3 separate regions of the Mus musculus genome follow, and all the other regions are linked to region 2. The links are chromatin contacts, called in public HiChIP or PLAC-seq and promoter capture Hi-C maps. All regions are on one chromosome and are shown on one strand. The core of a region is the stretch at or near the end of the contact, and the rest is flanking DNA. Distances in the headings are between cores, read along the strand shown.

Region 1 (2,994 bases), core at 431-2,930, 250 kb after region 2:
GTATAACCTGGAGGACATGAGTTAGGTTTCTTGTACCCATGTACCAAGCCTGTCATGATCCAGCCCACACCTGTAATTCCAGAGCTGTTGGGCGTTGGGAATGGAGACCAGAGAAAAAGTAATAGAAGAGGACTCTTGGGGCTGGAGAGATGGCTCAGCAGTTAAGAGCACACGGCAGTTGTAACTAACTCCAGTTCCAGAGCTCCTGACACCTTCACAGAGACAAACATGCAGGCAGAACACCAATAAGGAAGAAGGAAGAGGGGAGGAGGAAGAAGAAGAGGACTCTCAACAACCACCTCTGACCTCAGAAAGTAAGCTAAACATAAAAATAAAAGATGTTTGAAAGATAAGAACTGATCATGATGGCACACACCTTTATCTTTTTTTTTTTTTTTTGGTTTTTCGAGACAGGGTTTCTCTGTATAGCCCTGGCTGTCCTGGAACTCACTTTGTAGACCAGGCTGGCCTCGAACTCAGAAACCCACCTGCCTCTGCCTCCTGAGTGCTGGGATTAAAGGCGAGCGCCACCACGCCCGGCTGGCACACACCTTTAATCACAGCACTAGGGAGGCAGAAGCAGGTAATTTCTGTGAATTCAAGGCTAGCCTAATCTATTAAGTACCAGGCCAGCCAGGGCTACATAGAAAGACAGTGTATCAAAAAAAAAAAAAAAAAAAAAAAAAAAAGGGAGCGGAGACTTAGAAAGGTGGTTCAGTGGTTAAGGTCACTGGGTACCCTTCCAGAGGTTCTAAGTTCAATTCCCAGCAACCACTTAGTAGCTCACAACCATCTATAATGTGATCTGATGCCCTCTTCTGGCATGCATACATATATGAAAAAAAATAGGACAAGTTAGGTGTCTTAATGTTTATTTTATGTATATGAGTACACTGTAGCTGTCTTCAGATACACCAGAAGAGCACATCAGATCCCATTACAGATGGTTGTGAGCCACCATGTGGTTGCTGGAAATTGAACTCAGGACTTCTGGAAGAGCAGTCAGTGCTCTTAACCACTGAGCCATCTCTCCAACCCCTAAAAAAAATTTTAAAAAAGAAAGAAAAAAAGATAAGAATGACCTTTCTTTGGAATTTTTTTCTTTCATTTCATCGTTTTATTTTATTTGAGATCGACCACAAACTTGCTACGTAGCCGTTTTAGTTGGAGTTTCTATTGCTGTGCTAAACACTATGACCAAAAGCAACTTGGAGAAATGATTCATTTCGCCTCAAGTTTATACTAAATTGTGAAGGGAGGTAGAGGGAGGAACCTGGAGGCAGGAACTGAAGCAGAGGCCATGGAAGAGTGCTGCTTACTGTGCCCGGCATGGTGGCACATGCCTTTAATCCCAGTACTCAGGAGGCAGAGGCAGGTGGATTTCTGAGTTCGAGGCCAGCCTGGTCTACAAAGTGAGTTCCAGGACAGCCAGCGCTAGGGCTATACAGAGAAGCACCGTCTCGAAAAACCAAAGAGAGGAGAGAGAGAGAGAGAGAGAGAGAGAGAGAATTCCCCACAAACTTGCCCACAGGCCAATCTGATGGAGCCATTTTCTCAGCTGAGGATCGATCCCTCTTCCCAGATGACCCCAGCTGGGTGAGGCTGACAAATAGGTAATCAGCTCAGTAAGTAGCCTAAAATGGCTGGGTGTGTCTGATTGCTGAGAACTGGGATTCCAGACACCATGACCACACCCAGTTTAATCAGCGCTAAAAGATCAAACCCAAGGCTTCATATTTGCTGAGTGTGGGCTTTAACCTCCTCAACCATAAATCTGAAAAACATTTTTTAAAATCAAAGGTAGTTAGCCTTGCCAGAGTTTCCCAACCCCTTTCCTTTTATTCTCTCTTCGTCTGTGTGTTCCTTTGTGGGACACCAAGATTTTTTTTCTAGAAGCATCTATTTTGGGTGGTTTATGAGATAGACTCATGTAGCCCAGGCTGTTCTGGAATGGGCTACACTGCTGAAGATAACTTTGAACTTTTTTTTTTTCGAGACAGGGTTTCTCTGTGTGGCCCTGGATGTCCTGGAACTCATTCTGTAGACCAGGCTGGCCTCAAACTCAGAAATCTGCCTGCCTCTGCCTCCCAATTGCTGGGATCAAAGGCGTGTGCCACCACTGCCCAGCTGACATTGAACTTCTGATGTTCCTGCTTCCATTTTCCAAATGTTAGGATTACAGGGTTGTGCTACTATGTCCAGTCCTATCTTTTTTATTTATTATTTCCTTTTCTCCTGTGTGGCTGGGTTTGGGACACAGGCCTTTGTACATGCTAGACGAGTACCAAGACCATGAACTCACTTAGAACCTCTGCCTTCTGAGTTATGCACCATGATGCATAGCAGAGCAAGCATTTGCTTTTAAAAAAGATTCTCATCTAGGCAGTGGTGACTCTCATGCCTTTAATCAAGTTCCTGGACAGCCAGGGCTACATGGAGAAACCCTGTCTACACAATCCAAAAAACAAAAAAAATAAAAAAGACAAAGGATTCATTTGAGTGTGCATGTGTGTGTGTGAGTGTGCATGTGTGAGCATGTGTGTGTGAGTGCATGTGTGAGCACGTGTGTGTGAGTGTGTGTGTGCAAGCCCATGTGTGTGTGTGCGTGCGTGTGTGCATGTGTGTGTCTGTGTACACATACAAATGCACAGGGAAGCCCAGAGGATAATATTGAGTGTCATTCCTCAAGTCTATCCTTTTTCTCTTTCTTTTTTAAGTATTTGAGACACGTCTCTAGGCTAGCTAGCCTACCTCTGCTTCCCTGGCACTAGGGTTACAAGTGTTTATAACCCTATCTACTGTTTTCTTATGTGGACGCTGGAAGTAAAAATCAGGTCCTCAAACTTGGCGAGCATTGGAGCCACCTTCCCTCCCTAGACTAAAGGTTCTTGCCAGGCTCCATGGGGCAGACCTCTAGTCTAGCACTTGGGAAGTAGAGGCAGGAAGATCAGAAGTTCATGGTCTGCTTGTGTTTGTTTACTGCTTTGTTTTTGT
Region 2 (2,779 bases), core at 257-2,756:
GCAGAATTTAAATTCAATAAAGCTTGTCTTGATTTGTGTGGAGTCCCAGAGCCTTCGGACCCAGGTAAAGCGAGAGCAGCCCCATCCTGAGCTGTGAGTGGAAGAGACCAGCGCCCTGGTGATTGATGATGTTGTTTGATTTTTAAAGAAAGAAATGCATTTCATTGTGTCCAGGTATGTTTTTCTCACAAGATGTAGCCTCTCTGAAGAAATCTCTGTAATACCTTTTCTTCCAAGCTAGACACCTCACATCAGGAGTGCCTATCTGGGCCAGGATTGGTCTACTTCTGCCTCTTCAGTGTTCTTTCCCAAGCCCACCTAGTCAGGCGCCGCAGGGGCTGCCTCCTACTGTACCCTGCTCTGTGGCCCAGCAGAAGAACACTGTCACCATCACTTACGAAGTAGGAATCACAGCGCAGCAGTGACCACATGACCAACAGCAGCAGAAATGAATGAATCTGAACAGCATCCCTGAATCTTCACAAAAACATACTCCAATCCCTAATTGTCTGCATCTGGCAACCTCAGGGTCAGAACCGGGGATTTAAGAGAAAATGCTAAGAGCTCACACCCATTTCGCAGCACTTGGGAGGCAGATGCAGGGGGATTACCATGAGTTCGAAGCCAGTCTGAACTACATCGTTTGTTTTATGGTAGTCTGTGTAAAACAGAATACTTACGCCACCATTCACACTTCCTATCTTACTTTCTAAATAATGGTTTTAAGAGAAACACAGTGTTTGCTTTACTCTGAAAGCGTGTTTTTATTAATTGGACACACACAGGTGAATGTTTGATCCCGGGGCTGTAACTGTATTTGTGTCAGTGTCCATGGAGAGGTGATGCCTGGGAGGTCTTGACTTTCCTCCTAGTTGTCTTCTGCTTTCTCTGCACAGTTGTCATATATCTACCTAAATATAATCACAAATGTATGTCTCGTGAGTCTGTCTCTAAAATGCGTCCGTATGTTCAATGTAGATATGGCCAAGTCACTTCTGTACAGAGCCTCAGAGGAGGCCTTTCTAGGGACAGCAGGCTAAGATTTCTGGGATCTGCCTTCCCACTCCTCTCCACCTTCTGCTGGGAGATGCCTAGCAGCTAAGCTTGCTCTGACCTGGTGATGTTCTTGAACAAAAAGAAACCATGGGTCTACTTTTGTTACATTCTCTTGTTCTTCATAATAACTTTACCAGAAGGAAAAAACAGAAATGGTGATAAAAATAAAAGATTGTGTCTTCTCAGGACCAATGCACAGTTCCTAGACTGTTCAAATACTCCTCCCACCTCACACATACATTCACTCTGTATTGCCCCATCCTCATGTCGGTTTTCTGTGTCAGAGAAATGCTAGACAGAATTCAGTTTCAAGGAGGGAAAGTTTAAATTGGCCAATAGTCTGAGGTTATTCAGTGCAGAGGTCAGCTGTGAGCTGGGGATGAGGCAGAACACCATAGCAGCAGGAGCACACGGCAGAGGAGGTGGTTGCCTCTTGGCAGCCAATAGCAGAACCCAGGACGGGGTCTTTAAAGGTGCACCTCAGTGACCTGCTTTCCTGTCTTCACCTTCATCTGTGGATAAATTCAGAACCCTTATGATCCCATCACCTCTCTACTGACCACGCCTTCAGACGTTTCATATGTAGCCCACCATAATGTATCATCCTGGTTTTCAAAGAAGCCACCTCAGAGTGTTTACACACTGGGGAAACACACACCTACTTGTGCTCTCCCTGGTTCTAAAGAGCCTATTTGTAACTACCACACACATTGGATCACAAGACCCTCTGCAGGTGAGGGGAAGTAAGTGCTTCCGCTGGGTCCTGCCATCGTCACCTCCCAGTGAAGCCCTGCTGAGCCCAAGGAGAAAGAAACTGCACTTGGGCTTGTTGAGGGTTATGTAGGCAGATGGCCAGGTAACCTACCGGCAGGACCCCAAAACAGCCTGAGTCTATTCAAGTCATCCCTGGTTCAAGAGTGTATCAGGCACATAGTATTTAGCAATGTAAATCACACAATGCCTCTATCCTTTAAAATCTCATTTAAAAGTGTCAATCCCCACTGCCACTAGCTTCTTGTAACTGTGTCCACTTTTTAAGAGGTAAGTGGTCCCTTGGGTCCATTTTCAAAGGAGATGCAAGAGTCTAGAGAGGTATACCTCTTCTCCATGCCATCCCTTGTGACCCTAATTCCTCCCTCATCCTCTCTGGGAAAGAGGTCTCGTACTCCACTCGAGAGGTCAAAAGCCCACACTGAAGGACTGTGAGTAGTACTTGGGGAGGGGGGGTGCACCTCAAGGTCCTGTGCCTCTCAGGTGTATACCACCTGCAGAAGGTGTTGGGCTTTTCCTCTGTCACCCATGTACCCTTGTGAAGATGCCAGCCTGGACTGTCATTTAGCACAACATATTTTTTTTATTATCATCCAGAGGCATGAGGTTAGGGTAGAATAGACTCCTCCCCTCTTTCCTGGATGGATCCAGATTAGTTTAAGCCAATTGGAGTATTTCATTCCCCCTAGTCACAGATACCAGTTCAAAAATACATGTGTTTTCCTCATCCCATTTTCAACAGGTACCACCCCAGCACTTAGGAAGATGTTCCACATAGTCCCTCTGGGCTGGCAGAGAGGAGGTATTGAACGAGGCATAGGAAACCCAGATCTGCAGTAACAATGTTTGGGATGCTGGAGCAAACAGCACCTGAAGTCCTGTTCCTGCTAGATTGTTTTCAGTTACGGCCAGTTCACCCATCTGTATGTATCATTCAGTCCAGCTCAAACAG
Region 3 (2,806 bases), core at 49-2,548, 230 kb before region 2:
AACTTGAGTTGAGGCATGTCTGTTGAGGCATGGGGAGATGGCTTCCGAGCAGAGAATATGGTTTAAGCCCAAAAGCACTCAGCCAGCTAGAACTCTGCCCCTCCTTACCCAAAGCCCCAGCTTCAGCCTGGGATCCAGGTGCTGAACTATCCATGTTCAGCAAGGGGGCTGGGCTTAGCCATCTCTGAGTCAGATCTCTTTTACAATCTATCTGAGGTGAAGCAGGTCACCACAGTTACGTCACCTCTGGTTCTGGAATTTCTGGTCTGAGCATGGCCTGTTCGTTTGGGAGTTAATTCACCTTTGTGGATGTCATTGCAGCCTCCAGCTGTGGATGTGTGAGGGAGGGAAGGCAGTAGAGATTACCTGGTCGAGATGGGGGTCTTATCTGGTACCTTAAACTGGTCTCACGATGCTGAGTTCAAGTGAGCCTCCTGCCTGTCCTGGGGTTCTGTGTACCACTACCCTTAGCTATATGAAAGGGTTATGGTTAAAGAGATGAAAAGAGTCTCCTAGGAACTTTTGCTAGCCACTGTCCCTGCCTCGCCACCTAGATGACTGTGGTCCACAGGAAAGGACATGACATGCGGTTGCAGCCGGAGCCTCAAAATGGTCATGGACACTTTAAAGCCTTTATCTCTGGCAGTTTAAGGATAGAGAGGCCTGCCTCTCTTCTGTCCTTATTTACAATACCTGGCCATGCCCCCGCCTCTATGCCTGAAGCACCAGGCACTTCTACCAACCCAGGAAAGGAGTCATGAAATGAATCTTTTCAGGGTGTGGGTGGCTTTGGTACAGACATACCATGACCTTTGTGTTAAGGAAATAACTGAGGGAGGCCAAAAGAGACAATAAATGTCAGTGATTCCCCATAAAAACCCGAGCCAGAGATTTCTGTTTCTGCTTAAGAGCTGTGGAGAAAGTGGGACTTGAAGGAGAGATGGTGTGGGGCTTTCTGGCAGCTAGATGAGGTTAGCCCTGATTATAGTACCTCCTGACTTCTGCTAATGGCAGACTAGTTGGAAACAAGAATATCTGGGCTCTTGCCCTACCCATACATGGCAAGGGATGGGAGTGGTGTCTGTTTTTCACAACTAGTTCAGCTAAGCAGGGCCTGAGTTGGAGACCAGAGAGCTAAGCAGGACCCCAAGAGTCTCTTGGAAAGGGAGCAACTTGCCTATTGCCTAGGGAAAGCAGGCTCCACTCATTTCCTGGAGCACTTCAAACCCCTCCTGGAGCACTTCAAACCCCTCCTCCAGCCCCGGTGCCTCAGCCTAGCAGTGGCTCCACCCTTCCCACTCCTGTGCTACTTGTCAGACCTGAGCGACAGTGAATATAGCCAGAGAAAGGGTGGCTCTGGGAAACAGGCAAGCTCCCTACTGGGACCTGAGCTGCTACTGCTGGCCATGCCCTGGACTCTCCAGCCAAAGTGGCTGGCAGGCAAGGGACTTCCCCTTCTTGGAGCCATACTGCTACGGAAGACAGAAAAGAGCGAACCACAATGGAAGCATAGGCGGGTAATGTACTGATCTCACTTGGGAAAAGCTGGCTGGAGTCCTGGGAGATGGCTGGCACCCCGTGGGGACTAAGCCAGCCATTGCACTGGGGTTTGATTTAGGGTGGAACATACCACAGACAACCTGGAAAAGCTCAAACTAGAGAGACAGGCCAAGGCCTCCAAAAAGAAATGATGGCGGCCTGAGACCATTGCCTGTGGTTGGTTTGCCAGGAATGCACTAGTCTAGCTGTATAACCATTGTGGAGAGAAGGGAGAAGGGTTTGTTGGGTTTTCAGGGGGTAGATTAACACCCAGAAGGCTGCAATCTGGCATCATCATTTTTGTTTTGTTTTGTTTTGAGCTCAGTCTTCAATCTAGTGACTTATCAGACCAGAACAAGCTAGGAGACTTGGCTTCCCCTCCCCTTGCCCATTCCTGCCTCTGGTTGGTCTTTCAGCCCCTGCATGGAAGCTGGTGGGTGCAGTGGGTTCTGGCTTTCTCTTTTAGTGTTTGACCTTCTTAAATACATTATCCTAGTGCCCAGGTCACGTCTAGAGGGCAGCTGCAGGCTGACCATTATAAAGCGTACCTAGCTTAGCTGCTCATGGGAACACTAAGAGTTGAGCTGGTCCCCAGATTCCAGGCCCCTCACCAATCCTGACCACCCAGCACCCTGCGCCTTGCAAAAGCTTCCCAGAGCTCCTGGCATAGGAGCATTAGTGACCTGGGCCAGGCAAGTTCTATGGTAAGACAGAGTAGAAACTCAAGCCAGAAAACACTTGAGAGAGGAGATCAGGCCAACCCTAGCTTCCTGGAACTGAGTTCCTAGGGTTCTGTTGTTTCAGCAGGAAACCCACCCATACTACGACCTTCAAGTGAAGGTGCTGAGGGCCAGAAACATCCAGCACACAGATAAGTGTGAGTAATCCTTGCTTTGCTCTCTCTCTCTCTCTCTCTCTCTCTCTCTCTCTCTCTCTCTCTCTCTCTCTGTGTCTGTGTGTGTGTGTGTGTGTGTGTGTGTGTGTGTGTGTGTGTGTGTGTGTGTGTGCTCTCTTGGAGTAGGGTGGTAGGGTGGTGTTAATCATTGGAGGGAGGGTACCTTGGTGTGGTGTGGGGTATAGAGGCATGCAGGCACACTGGAGGGGTGAGTTGGGCAGACTTCAGCCTCCTCCTGACTCTAGGAGGCTTTCTGAGGGTGTGTTAGGCCCCGTTGCCACACATCAATGCCTGCTTTCCAGGAGCTTTGGCAGTACCCACACATGGTACAGAGTTCTATTGCCTGAATCAGGCCATTTCAAGGAGTTACTC

The links. Promoter capture Hi-C pulls out the DNA fragments that hold promoters and counts their contacts. HiChIP or PLAC-seq counts read pairs in DNA pulled down with a chosen protein or histone mark.
Region 1: a promoter capture Hi-C map of embryonic stem cells shows a contact between it and region 2, with 4 times the contacts expected there. The contact joins the enhancer-like site here to the promoter of Sptbn5 in region 2. A contact is called at or near these places in 5 of 39 promoter capture datasets (HPC-7-derived erythroid cells, embryonic stem cells, hematopoietic stem and progenitor cells and 1 more), 4 of 484 Hi-C or Micro-C datasets (all in embryonic stem cells), 1 of 115 datasets of contacts at active chromatin or transcription factors (embryonic stem cells) and 1 of 9 other capture datasets (liver).
Region 3: an H3K27ac HiChIP or PLAC-seq map of embryonic stem cells shows a contact between it and region 2, with 5 read pairs. The contact joins the promoter of Pla2g4f here to the promoter of Sptbn5 in region 2. A contact is called at or near these places in 5 of 39 promoter capture datasets (the 3T3-L1 cell line, the SN4741 cell line, embryonic stem cells and 2 more), 1 of 15 datasets of contacts at CTCF or cohesin (the NIH/3T3 cell line), 1 of 115 datasets of contacts at active chromatin or transcription factors (embryonic stem cells) and 4 of 9 other capture datasets (adipose tissue, embryonic stem cells, liver and 1 more).

Annotation. Positions count from the first base shown.
Region 1 is chr2:119,833,072-119,836,065 of GRCm38.p6, reverse strand. No RefSeq gene overlaps it. Among named protein-coding and RNA genes, the nearest start is that of Tyro3, 35 kb to the right of the region's middle. Within about 2 kb of position 1,680, at least 9 of the 459 cell types and tissues checked have an H3K27ac peak or open chromatin away from gene starts, as enhancers often do. A contact at or near this core is called in embryonic stem cells, where this site is marked.
Region 2 is chr2:120,087,640-120,090,418 of GRCm38.p6, reverse strand. It overlaps Sptbn5 (spectrin beta, non-erythrocytic 5), which reads left to right and starts at 1,506. Exons shown (of 67, transcript NM_001370938.1): 1 at 1,506-2,779. Ehd4 (EH-domain containing 4) reads left to right here. Exons shown (of 6, transcript NM_133838.4): 6 at 1-932.
Region 3 is chr2:120,312,657-120,315,462 of GRCm38.p6, reverse strand. Pla2g4f (phospholipase A2, group IVF) reads left to right here and starts at 1,298. Exons shown (of 20, transcript NM_001363073.1): 1 at 1,298-1,517; 2 at 2,344-2,416. The coding sequence starts at 1,407.